Linked DNA regions of Macaca mulatta: regions 2 and 3 are each linked to region 1. A link is a contact called in public Hi-C data. All regions are on one chromosome and are shown on one strand. The core of a region is the stretch at or near the end of the contact, and the rest is flanking DNA. Distances in the headings are between cores, read along the strand shown.

Region 1 (3,572 bases), core at 305-2,804:
AATCCCATCCTCCCAGCTGCCCCTACTTGAACGAGACTGACCTGCAAAAATAGAGGAGAAAGCTCACAGGCAGTAATGTTCCCCTTAAATACCCTATAATATGTCATTAACAAGAATCACAATGAAACACTATTGTAGAAATTGCCAGCATTAAACCAAAAGAATGTTGGCCAGTTCACATTTCTTTTACAGTGTGACTTTGTTTGAGAGAGGGATAAAGGACAGGAAGGGGAGTGTACACTTGGCTAAGGAACCTTTGCTGCATGATGGTAGGAAGTGAAGACCCTGCAGCTGGTTACAAGGCTTTTGATCCTTGTTTGTCAAGTTCAACTGTCAAAGGGGAGATAAGTTGTTACCTAGTAGGGAGACGGAGGAAGGAGAAGGGGATGCAGTAGGGGGAGGGAACAGGTAAAATCTGCCATACAAATGTTAATATGCTGCTGAAATTTAGGATGAATTTCAATTTTGTTGGAATCGGCCTTTTTACCCTCTTAAGTTCAATTGACTTACAGTAGATCCCAGAAAGAACTCAATACCAGTTATTTATTCTAGAAAGCTTTCTTCCCTGAGCAAAGGAGGCAGAGCTAACGAGGAGAAGGGAGGAGCTTTGGTGAATAGAACTGAAGTCACAGCTGGTTAGCATGACTAGAATGCGTGGAAAAGCCGGCCCAAATTAGATGAGTGGGTAGATAGAGAGCTTTGAAATCCTTGGAATTAATGGAGGAGTCCATCGTAATTCAAAGGTCGGGCCTTAGTGGGCTGGGATAGGGAGAGAAGCTGTCGGGAACCTGGGGCAGTGAGCCTGTACCCCGTGGCTTCCCACACACTATTTTGAAGGCGTTCCCATGCGCAATCTCGCCTGTTAGTTCAGTCTGTAGGTTTCTCCTTTCTAACTCCTGAGCAGAACAGCACTGAACGGTGGTAGTCTTGCCTTGCCACCCAAACAGTGCTAGGAAACAGTCACTCCAACCAATTGGTTCAGTCCGGAGAACGTGAGCGCATTCTACTTTACTTTCTGTTCAATGATTTTGGAAAACAACCTTTTAGATTCTGGTTAGAAGGGGCTTGGATCCGTGACTTTGAAACACTCGCCACTACCACAAACGACTTTGGAAGTTAATCAGAAATAAACAGTATCTGGGATCTCATCCGTCCTAAACCCAGGGGTCAGAGCACGGGGGGCTTCCACTAACTTCAGGTTAAGAGGATGAAACAGATCCGCGGAGAAGGGTCCCACGATCCCTGGAGACTAAAAGCAAGCCACGAACAGCCGGGACGCGCGGACCCGGGGGATGCGCCGGGGGCTGGAGGGCGGGGAGCAACCCCCCCAGGTCCGGGCCGGAGCCCGGGGCCAGGTCACCTGACTCGCGGAATTTGGGGCCGCGCGGGGTGGAATGGGAGGGGAATGGTTAGCGCCTCCCTTCCCGCTCCCGCTGGATCCAGGTCGGCGGGGGCCGGCGCCCGGCGGCCACGTGGTGGTGCTGCCGCTGCCCCCGCCCCGCCCGCCCAGCCCTGGAGCTCGGCGCCCACTGACCCCCGCAGCGGGGGAGGAGTAGGGACAGCGGCGCAGGAAGCCGAGCAGGAAGCGAGCCCGGCGGCCGCGTTTTCCTGGGGAAGCGGCGGGCGTGGTGGAGCAGCCAGCAGGGTCCGGGGAGCTCCGCCGCCGCCTCGATGGGGTGAGTGCGCGGCACGGAGTTGGGAGGCTCCCGGCGCGGGGTCCCAGGCTCGTGTCCCCGCCTTTGTGTCTGGAGCTTGGGCGCGGGAGGCGCTGGGGACTGCGCCCAGGCGGAGCGACTGAGCAGGCTGCAGCCGGGATCCCGCCACCTCTCCCTGGTCCACCGCCGGCCGCCAACTGTCTGCGGAGAGCAGATGTGGGGACAAGAGGAAGGGGAGGAAGGTGGAGATCAGGGTAGAGCGGGAGGACCCGGCCAAGTTAGGAGAAGGGTTCTTCCCCGGTCCTCTGCGACTCGCAGGCCGGCTGGGGCGGGGCGCGGGGCAGGGGCTGCGGCGGAGGGAGCGCGGGTGGGAATGAATGAGCAGACCCGGAGGTGCACCCTGGAGTCTGCGCCCGGTCCCACCTGCTTCACCCCGCGCGGAGCCTCGCTCCCCCTGCGTCCGTGCTGCTGAGCCCAATCCGCCTCCAGGCTGAACTTGGAGGAGGTGGGGAGGGAGGTGAGAGCGGGAGACTCCGGGTGGCTTCTGGGACTAGGGGTCCGCTATTGTTCCTCCTCTGACTCCAGGGAGCCCCTCGGCCCGCCCAAAGGCGGGGGCGAGACCCCTCTGGGCCTGCCCCTGCCCCCTGCCCCCTGCCCCCTGCTTTGTTTTCCCCGCCACAGCTCAGGGAGTTAGGGCAGACTCGGGGCCTCCGGGACTTCGGGAGGAAGGAGGACGTGGAGCCACCAGAAAGGCGCCCGCCATGTCCCGCGACCCCTGCCTGGGGCGGGGGGAGGGGGTGTTGTCCTCAACCACCTTCGCTGCCTTCTTGGGCTGGTTGGTGTCCTCGGTTTAGCTCCTGCTGTTTGCAGGGTTCACCTGCTAACTCCTTTGAGTTTCGCATCCCCCTTTTGTGGAGGGGGCTCAGAGCCTGGAGAAGCAACAGACGGGGAATTAAGGCAGATGTAGCCCAGCACAGCTTGGAGGGGTCCGAAGTGGCCTCACGGAGGCCTGAGCATGGCTGCCTTTCCAGGCTTCCTTTTATTTGCCAGGAGCCCAGCTAAGTCCAACTTTACTCCCAGAGATGTTGAAGAGAATCTGCGGACTCGAGGCCCCTCGCCTCGGGACCAGTGGCTTCTATTCGCCGCAGCTCACGGGTGATCTGGGTGGGATTCCGTCTTCCTTCCGGGAGAGGAGAATGCCCAGCTGCCTGGGATGGGGAAACGTTGCCGGATCTCTGGGGAATGTGGTCTCAAGGCTGCAGGGGCCTGGCAGAGAGGAACTGTCCATCACTAGGACATAGCCGAAGCTCGTCTTAGCCAAGAGAGTCTCACCTCCGCGGGCTTTGCACAGAGTTGGAGAAGAGGTCAGGAATCACAGGGAGGCTGGATTTTGGCTACTCTGTCCCCAGCCTGCAGGTCTCTGTTCGATCTGTGGCTCGGAGTTTTATTACCGATGGATATAATCTGATAATCTTTGCTTAATGATGCCTAACAACAAGTGTGATTTTTTTCCCCCTTGGGTTTGTAAGACAGTCGATTTTATGCGAGGAAATTGATCCAGTTCTTATCTTTTAGTCAGTGCTTGCCTAACAGAGATTGGGAGAGCTATCCCATGCTGGGCTGTTGCACAGTTTTCATCTCCATTCACTGAGATGCTTCAGTAATGAATTTATTGTTTTATGGCTTTTTGTAGGTGGTGGTGGTGGTGCTGGTGGTGTGATTATAACCGTGCTGGAAAATCTTATTACTGTTATCTGAATTGAAAAGAAAGAAAGGATGCTGAGCCCCCTAGGGATTCTGTGGGGGAATGATGTAGGGTCCCGCCCACCAGTAGTGAACCTGACAGTGAAATTCTCTCTCCAGTTTGCTAGTTCTCAAAGCATGTTCTAAGCAGGTACACGTACTATCACCTAGGCT
Region 2 (3,572 bases), core at 446-2,945, 250 kb after region 1:
GGATGACTTGATAATGCATGAGCAATATTAGTTACAACTTTTATTATTATTTTTTATTGATTCGGGGGTCTCACTACGGTTACTCAGGCTGGTCTTTAATGCCTGAGTTCAAGCGATCTTCGTGCCTCAGCCTCAGTCTCCTGAGCAGCTGGAAATACAGGTGTGAGCCACTATACCATGTTGCCGCACGAGGACGAGAACCATGTCTTATTTACCTCTCTATCCCTGAGGTCATGCTGTGCACTTACGTGTTAAAAAAAATGCTTAGTTGAATTTGCAATCCTATCTGAACCATACAAATATTACTTTGGAAGAACAAAAATTCTATTACAACCAGTAAAGGGAAAAAATACTCTTTAGTAACAGCAAGGTGGTAGTATCGCAGTGGTAAAAAGAGCAGATATTCTGGAAACAAATGTTCAGGGTTCTTATCCCAATTCAGCCACTTACCAGCTGTGGGACTGTTGGCAAATCACTTAAAATTGTGCCTCGTTTCCACATATATAAAACGGGAATAACAATAGAACCTGTCTTATAGGACTATTGTTAAAATTAAATAAGTTAAACACTAAGAAGACTGTAGCCTAGCCGATAGTCTAGTTTAATAAACTTTAGTCATTACTAACCATTATCTCTGTAAAACAAGATGGGAAAAGAATTTGTTACCGGGAGAGAAAAAAAAAATTCAAGTAATGACGTTTGTTCTCTAACGTAAGACTATTAAGTTATTTATCTATTATTTATTATGACTATTGACTATTAAGTTATTATGAGTATTAAGTTATTTATTATGTCTACTAAAACCTTCGGATTTCATTAAATTGCATTTAGAATATCTATGGCACAGGCTTAAAGGCGCCTACTTCCATACCTGAATAAAAGCATTTGCTTGCACACACTTTGCATTTTCCACTGTTACTTTGATACCATTTTTAGTTGCGAAACACGTGGCATGCTCTCGGAAATGAATAGCTTTCAAAATAGTGGAGAGATTCCTAACGTTGTCAAGGCTGGCCACAAGGCTGTACTGATCATCCTCATCTTGGATCTGCTGGGTCAGAAGGGGCATAGTCCACTGCGCATTCGGCCCGGAGGGAAATGCTCCTGGGGCCAACACCTGCTCCGCGAATCGCGAAACACCTGAAGGGACTGGACAATAAAACTCACATCAGTGCAGGCGAGGTCTGGCGAGCTCCACCTGCGCTGAGAGGTGGACGGGGGCTGGGCGGCTGAACTCAGCTGACCAGGCCGAACCCCACCTATGTCACTTAATTGTCTTTGTAATTTTGCGGGAAAATTAAGTTACTATTTCCTCGTCTCTGTAAGAGGACAATAACGTGAAAAGTTGTGAAGAATGAAGACACGCAACTGACACGGTATCTCCGCTTGGGGCCAGCTTCTCCCGGCCAAACAAACAGGAGCTATGAATCCGACCGCGGCACCAGCCTCGCTTCCAACAGAACAGGCGATGGAGGGGAGCGCCCAGAGTGTCCAGAAGATCCCCCAAGAGTCCCACACAAGCCCATTCACCAGCCCGCCCGCGGGACAGCATCGCTTATTAGTCTCGGGGTCCCCGAGTGCGGACACCCTACCTTTGCGGTGGGGTCTGGACGCCCGAGAGACCTTCCCAGGAAAGTCCCTGAGGAGGAGCTAGACAGCTCTGAGAAATCGCGTAGGAAGTGGAGCCGGTCCCGCCACTCTTCAGACCTGCCCTCCACTTCCGCCACCGTCACCACAGAGCTGAAGGAGGCCTAGAGAGCCGCGCGTGCAGCGCCACTGAGACCGGAAGGAGACACCGCAGACCTGGAGGACAACCGCGTAGCTGAGCGCTTAGAGCCACCGAACCATAGAGATCGGAAAGAGGAGCGAGAGGCAACGCCGGAAAACAGGCCAAGAGCGCAGGCAGTAAGGCAAGATGGCGGCAACCAAGAGGAAACGGCGTGGAGGCTTGGCAGTGCAGGCGAAGAAGCCAAAAAGAAACGAAAAAGATGCCGCGCCGCCAACTAAGCGGCACACCACCGCAGAGGAGGTGGAGGAAGAAGAGAGGGACCGGATCCCAGGCCCCGTTTGCAAGGTAGAAGGGGATGCCCCCGGGCTACACCGGCGGCGGCGGCTCTGTGCGCCTTTTCTTGGGTTACTTACTTGACTACAGCTCTGCTAATTTCAGAGTAGCCAGAGTGTTAACGGTAGGTCGATTTTAGCAATCCTCCCAGCCAGACTGGGCACCGAGTTTTCAGCTAATCCTTGTGCACGTGTCCGCCCTCCTGGAGGCGGCGGGTTTTAAAATCTTTACCCGGCCCACGGGAAAGCGACTTACAGGGTGCTCAGATCTAGCGTTTTGTCTTCGTAGTTGTTGAGTTGTTTTGTTTTGTTTTGTTTTTTAAATATTTTTGAAAAGTAGGGCTTTTCCTTGGCTATTTCTCGCTGTTGAGTATTTCTTCCAGTGATTAGTATGCCCATATACTGCCATAGTCAGCCACTCTCAGTCAGGGATCCTACAGTTTGTTAGGTGAGCCTTTAAAAAGTTGTTGCCCTTAGGACTGTGACTCTGATTTGTTAACCAGTTTTCAACTCAAGGGATAATGAAAAATAGGCTAGGTACTATGAGCTTTACTTGTATTCAACAGACATTGAATGTGCCATGCATTTGACCAAGTTAGGCATCCTTTGGGTTTGAGATTGCAAAGGTGACTAGCATGTGACCCCTTCCTCCTGAAATGTTGGAGTTTAGGAGGAAACTTAAGAATTCAAATAAGTTGATGGTTTTTATTCAAAAGAAGTGCACGTTAGTTGGAATTAGCTAGATTTCCTTCAACTGAGAACTCATCTTAAGCTAGACAGAATACTGTGAAGGCAAGGATTATCTTTGACATTAATTTCTGCGTCCTCCGCACTTAGCAGAGTAGTCTAGCACGCAGTAGGTGTTAAGTCAATGACCCCGTGTGGTGTGATGGCAAGCTCTAGGAAAGGAGTGTGAGCTCTGAGGAATAAAAGATAAGTGTAAATTCTAGCCCCGCTCTTTTCTGCGCTCTTTTCTGACCTGCAGATTGGGGCCGGGGAGGGGGGAGAGAATATTTACTTTTTATGAAAAATAAGCTGGGCTTGTACACTTCCAATAAATGTTAGTGTTCTCACTCTTCCCTTAAGGAGCTAGATAGTATCCATAATCTGAGCTATACTTTGATACATTCTATGGAAATGCAAGAGATGGAGATTACGTTTACCCTAGTATAATAAGATAAAGAATCATGAAGGATTTAGTCTTTAAGCTGCATATCAGAAGAAGTGTAGAATTTTGACATTCAAAAGACTTTGAAGTAGGGAAATGCTGAAAAATGTAAAAAATAGAGCCAGATTGGATTGCATTAGGCTTCATTTGGGGCAATAATGATGTAAAAATGAAAATGTATTTTACAATTCAGTGTCGAAGCTATGTCGTTTGAACTTTGTTTAGAAAACTCTGGGAAGTAAGGATGTGACTGAAGTATTACTTTAAAAATGGCCGGGCGCGGTGGCTCACGCCTGTAATCCCAGCATTTTGGGAGGCCAAGGAGGATGGATCACTAGGTCAG
Region 3 (3,572 bases), core at 771-3,270, 180 kb after region 1:
AGGCCAGAATCTCTACTAGTGGAGTTCCTAAAGGTCATTTGTAGTTTATTAAATGTTTTTGTGCTGAATGCTAAAGGCTCAATGATAACAGCTCCTGCTCACAAGGAGCTCATAGCTGGCCAAACAGGGCCTGCTACCTAGCAGGTATTCTGTATTCACTGAGTGGGTAGATGAATATTTAGACAGATAGATTGCCTAAAAGGCCCTCCATGACCCAGTGCCCCACTACTTTACTGGAACAGTCTTTTGTCTCCTTCCTCCTCATTCCTACTGCCCTTTGCTGTTCTTTGACCCCATTAAACTTGCTCCTACCTCAGGGCTTTTGCACTTGCTGTTAACATCTTAGAATGTTCTAGATATTTGCCCAATTTGTTGCACGATTTGAGGTCTCTTCTCAACGTCATCTTGTCAGAGAGGCCCTGTTTAACCACACTATGTAAGATAGCACACCCCTCCCGCCATGGCCACATCACCTTCTAGATCCCTCACTTGGTTTTATTTTTCTCCATAACTGTTTATCACGTTTTCGTTTTCTTTTCCTTTTTTTTTTTTTTTTTTTTTTTTTTGAGATGGAGTCTTGCTCTTGTCACCCAGGCTGGAGTGCAATGGAACAATCTCGGTTCACTGCAACCTCTGCCTCCCAGGTTCAAGCGATTCTCCTGCCTCAGCCTCCCGAGTAGCTGGGATTACAGGTACCTGCCACCACGCCCAGCTAATTTTTTACTTTTAGTAGAGACCGGGTTTCGCCATGTTGGCCAGGCTGGTCTTGAACTCCTGACCTCGTGATCCACCTGTCTCAGCCTCCCAAAGTGCTGGGATTACAGGCATGAGCCACCACACCTGGCCCACTTTTTCTTAAGGCGACTCATCTAGCTAAGGAAGTGAGTGAGTCCTGAATTCCAGCCCACTCTCTGTTCCCAAAGCTGTACTCCTTAGCAGCGGTCTGAGTCTGGCTGGAAGAAGAGGCTTTTCCCAAATTCATACAATGTTGCGGCATACTTCCTAAGCCTTATGCCTTTTTGTAACTTGCAGAGACACTATTGTTTACTAGCAGCTGTGTTTTTCTTCATCTAGTAGAACAGAAATTCCTGGAAAGCAAAATCATTCTTATTTGTTCACTTTTGCTTTCCTACTGCTTGTAACATTATCAGGCACATAGTAGGTATTCCACAGATATTTTTGTCTGGTTGGAAGGATAGATGTATGGAGACTGGAGAAACTTGCAAATAAACAGAAATGCCAGTACAATGTGAGAATCAGGATGAGCTTGTGGACAGGATACTGCGGGAGTTCAGAAGCAAGGCATCTAACCCTCTCTTGAGAGGCCTTAACAATGTGTTCCAAGAGAAAGTTTATTTGGATTTCCTTGCCTTAAATTTCACAGTTCCTGGAGATAGAATAGTTTGGAGATAATCATATTTGATTTGGGGTTGTAAGAGCCTAGAAAACTCTCCAGACTGCTTCCTCTATGCAATTTCTGCAGTAGCAAATTTCTCACCTCTACCTCCAGATCAGGGGAGAGAATGTGAATACACACAGTGGAAAAGCACTATCCACTTCGATTAGTGGGATTCCACCCCAGAGTTAGTGAACAAACCTAAAAAGTGTATATACTACAACTAAAGCTTACATTTGGGGGACAGGGTTAACGTGGCAAGGAAAGAAAATACCACAGAACTTCAAGAGTCTTCAAAGTTCTGGCTGGACGGTGGCTCACACCTGTAATCTCAGCACTTCGGGAGGCCAAGGCAGGCAGATCACCTGAGGTCAGGAGTTCCAGACCAGCCTGGCCAACATAGTGAAACCCTGTCTCTACTAAAAATACAAAAACTAGCCAGATGGTAGTGGCACAGGTACTGGCCTGTGATTCCAGCTACTTGGGAGGCTGAGGCAAGAGAATTGCTTGAATGCGGGAGGGAGGTGGAGGTTGCAGTGAGCCAAGATCACACCACTGCACTCCAACCTGGGCCACAGAGTGAGACTTCGTCTCAAAAAAAAAAAAAAAAAAAAAGTCGTCAAAGTTCTTTCATTTTGATTTATAATTTTTACAGATGCAGGCAACGTGCTTCTGGTCAGAGCTAATGAAATGGAGGCCGAATCAGAGCGTTAGCTTCAGGAATGGGAATTCAGCGTCTGTTCTGGTTCCACTTCCCTTCACAATTATCAGCAAAAGCAAAGATTTAGAAGACATTACCGTTAATATACTTAGAAACAATCCCATAGCCACTTCCTACAATGAAAGAACACTAAAACCTTTCAATTTGATGACCAACTTAACAAGGGGTGAGAGAAATAAATGTTGGAGAACAGGAAACAGAGTCTTCCTTTTTACTGCCATACATGTTAAATACTGTTCATGGAGTCACAAAAATCGTTTACCCCTTACAGAAACCTGGAACCAGAAGGAGCTTCAGAAACTAAGTGGTACAAGTACTTTCACTGTATAGGCAAGAAAACTGGGACCCACACACTTGTCAGAACCAGAACCTTGACATTCTGAAATCAAGTTCATTGCTGTCATCATTGTTCCATGCTGAGAGTTTTCTTAGGAAAAACGAGGAAGTGGAGGAATCTTTCCAAAATTGTGACTATGGAGCTCGAAGGTACTGATTTAAATCTTGAGTTAACAGACCATACAGGCTTTACTTAAGAGATATTCAAGCAAACTCATTTAAATAACTCCTCCAAGCTAACCCTAGAAAGGCTTTCTTGGCAGTCTTGGATCAATGGCAATTAAACTTCCATCCTCGAGCTGGAAATAACAAACACCAAACGTAAATACCATCTGTCACATTCTCAATGTTCTCCTTGTCTCTCTACCTAGTCTGCTCTTTTCTGAAAACAACTGGGACACATTCACTCCAACTTGACTTGCCATAGGCCTAGTCTGTGATAGGTTTCATAATAACATCCTTCAACATAGCGTTGTTAAGAGCTGGCGCTGTTTGGGTATGGCCACAACTGCCTCTGCTCCTTCTGTGCATTATACACACTGTGTATTCCAGACACTGTGTATTCCAGACACTGTGTATTCCAGACACTGTGTATTCCAGACACTGTGTATTCCAGGCCAACGAAGGGGTAAGATATGGCTGCATTATTTAGGGCTAAGTGCTAAATGTGCCCGACTCCCTCGCTGAACAGCTAACCATTAGCAGACCTTAGAGTAGTTGATTTCTTAGCCTACTCACTTCCTGCAATCCGCTTTCCTAACCAGGCCTAGCTCCAATCTGACTGGGTAGAACAGACGATGCCAGCACAGTCAACAGCCATATCTAAGCCTTTCCTCTGGGGTCCACGAAAACAAAACTCCCGAGGAGCTGTGGGGGTGCTCCGTAGCAAGGGATCGTCGCCGAATCCAGCCCGCACACGTCGCAGCTTTAAATAGGTAGGGTCGTGGGGCCTAGTGCTCCCTTCCATCTTTGGACGGAATGTATCTTCTCTTCCTATGCCTTCACCTCCGAGTGGTAAGGTCTCGTGAGATACAATATGCAGAGGCCAGTTTTGGGGCGAGCCGGAGGCCGTGAGCGTCTAGCCTGCCGGGACGGGAAAGCGGAGGGTGCCGTAAGAGC

Evidence for each region. A called contact is a pair of places that touch in the nucleus more often than the background predicts.
Region 2: a Hi-C map of fetal cortex germinal zone shows a contact between it and region 1, with 2.9 times the contacts expected there. The contact joins the promoter of RAD1 here to the promoter of RAI14 in region 1. A contact is called at or near these places in 2 of 14 Hi-C or Micro-C datasets (fetal cortex germinal zone and fibroblasts).
Region 3: a Hi-C map of fetal cortex germinal zone shows a contact between it and region 1, with 2.1 times the contacts expected there. The contact joins the promoter of TTC23L here to the promoter of RAI14 in region 1. A contact is called at or near these places in 2 of 14 Hi-C or Micro-C datasets (fetal cortex germinal zone and liver).

What each region holds. Positions count from the first base shown.
Region 1 is chr6:35,720,379-35,723,950 of T2T-MMU8v2.0, forward strand. RAI14 (retinoic acid induced 14) reads left to right here and starts at 1,555. Exons shown (of 17, transcript XM_078004652.1): 1 at 1,555-1,676.
Region 2 is chr6:35,975,228-35,978,799 of T2T-MMU8v2.0, forward strand. RAD1 (RAD1 checkpoint DNA exonuclease) reads right to left here and starts at 1,696. Exons shown (of 6, transcript NM_001261160.1): 1 at 1,593-1,696; 2 at 872-1,149. The coding sequence starts at 1,069. BRIX1 (biogenesis of ribosomes BRX1) reads left to right here and starts at 1,890. Exons shown (of 10, transcript NM_001261247.1): 1 at 1,890-2,074. The coding sequence starts at 1,916.
Region 3 is chr6:35,899,087-35,902,658 of T2T-MMU8v2.0, forward strand. TTC23L (tetratricopeptide repeat domain 23 like) reads left to right here and starts at 2,021. Exons shown (of 10, transcript XM_028849371.2): 1 at 2,021-3,572. The coding sequence starts at 3,490.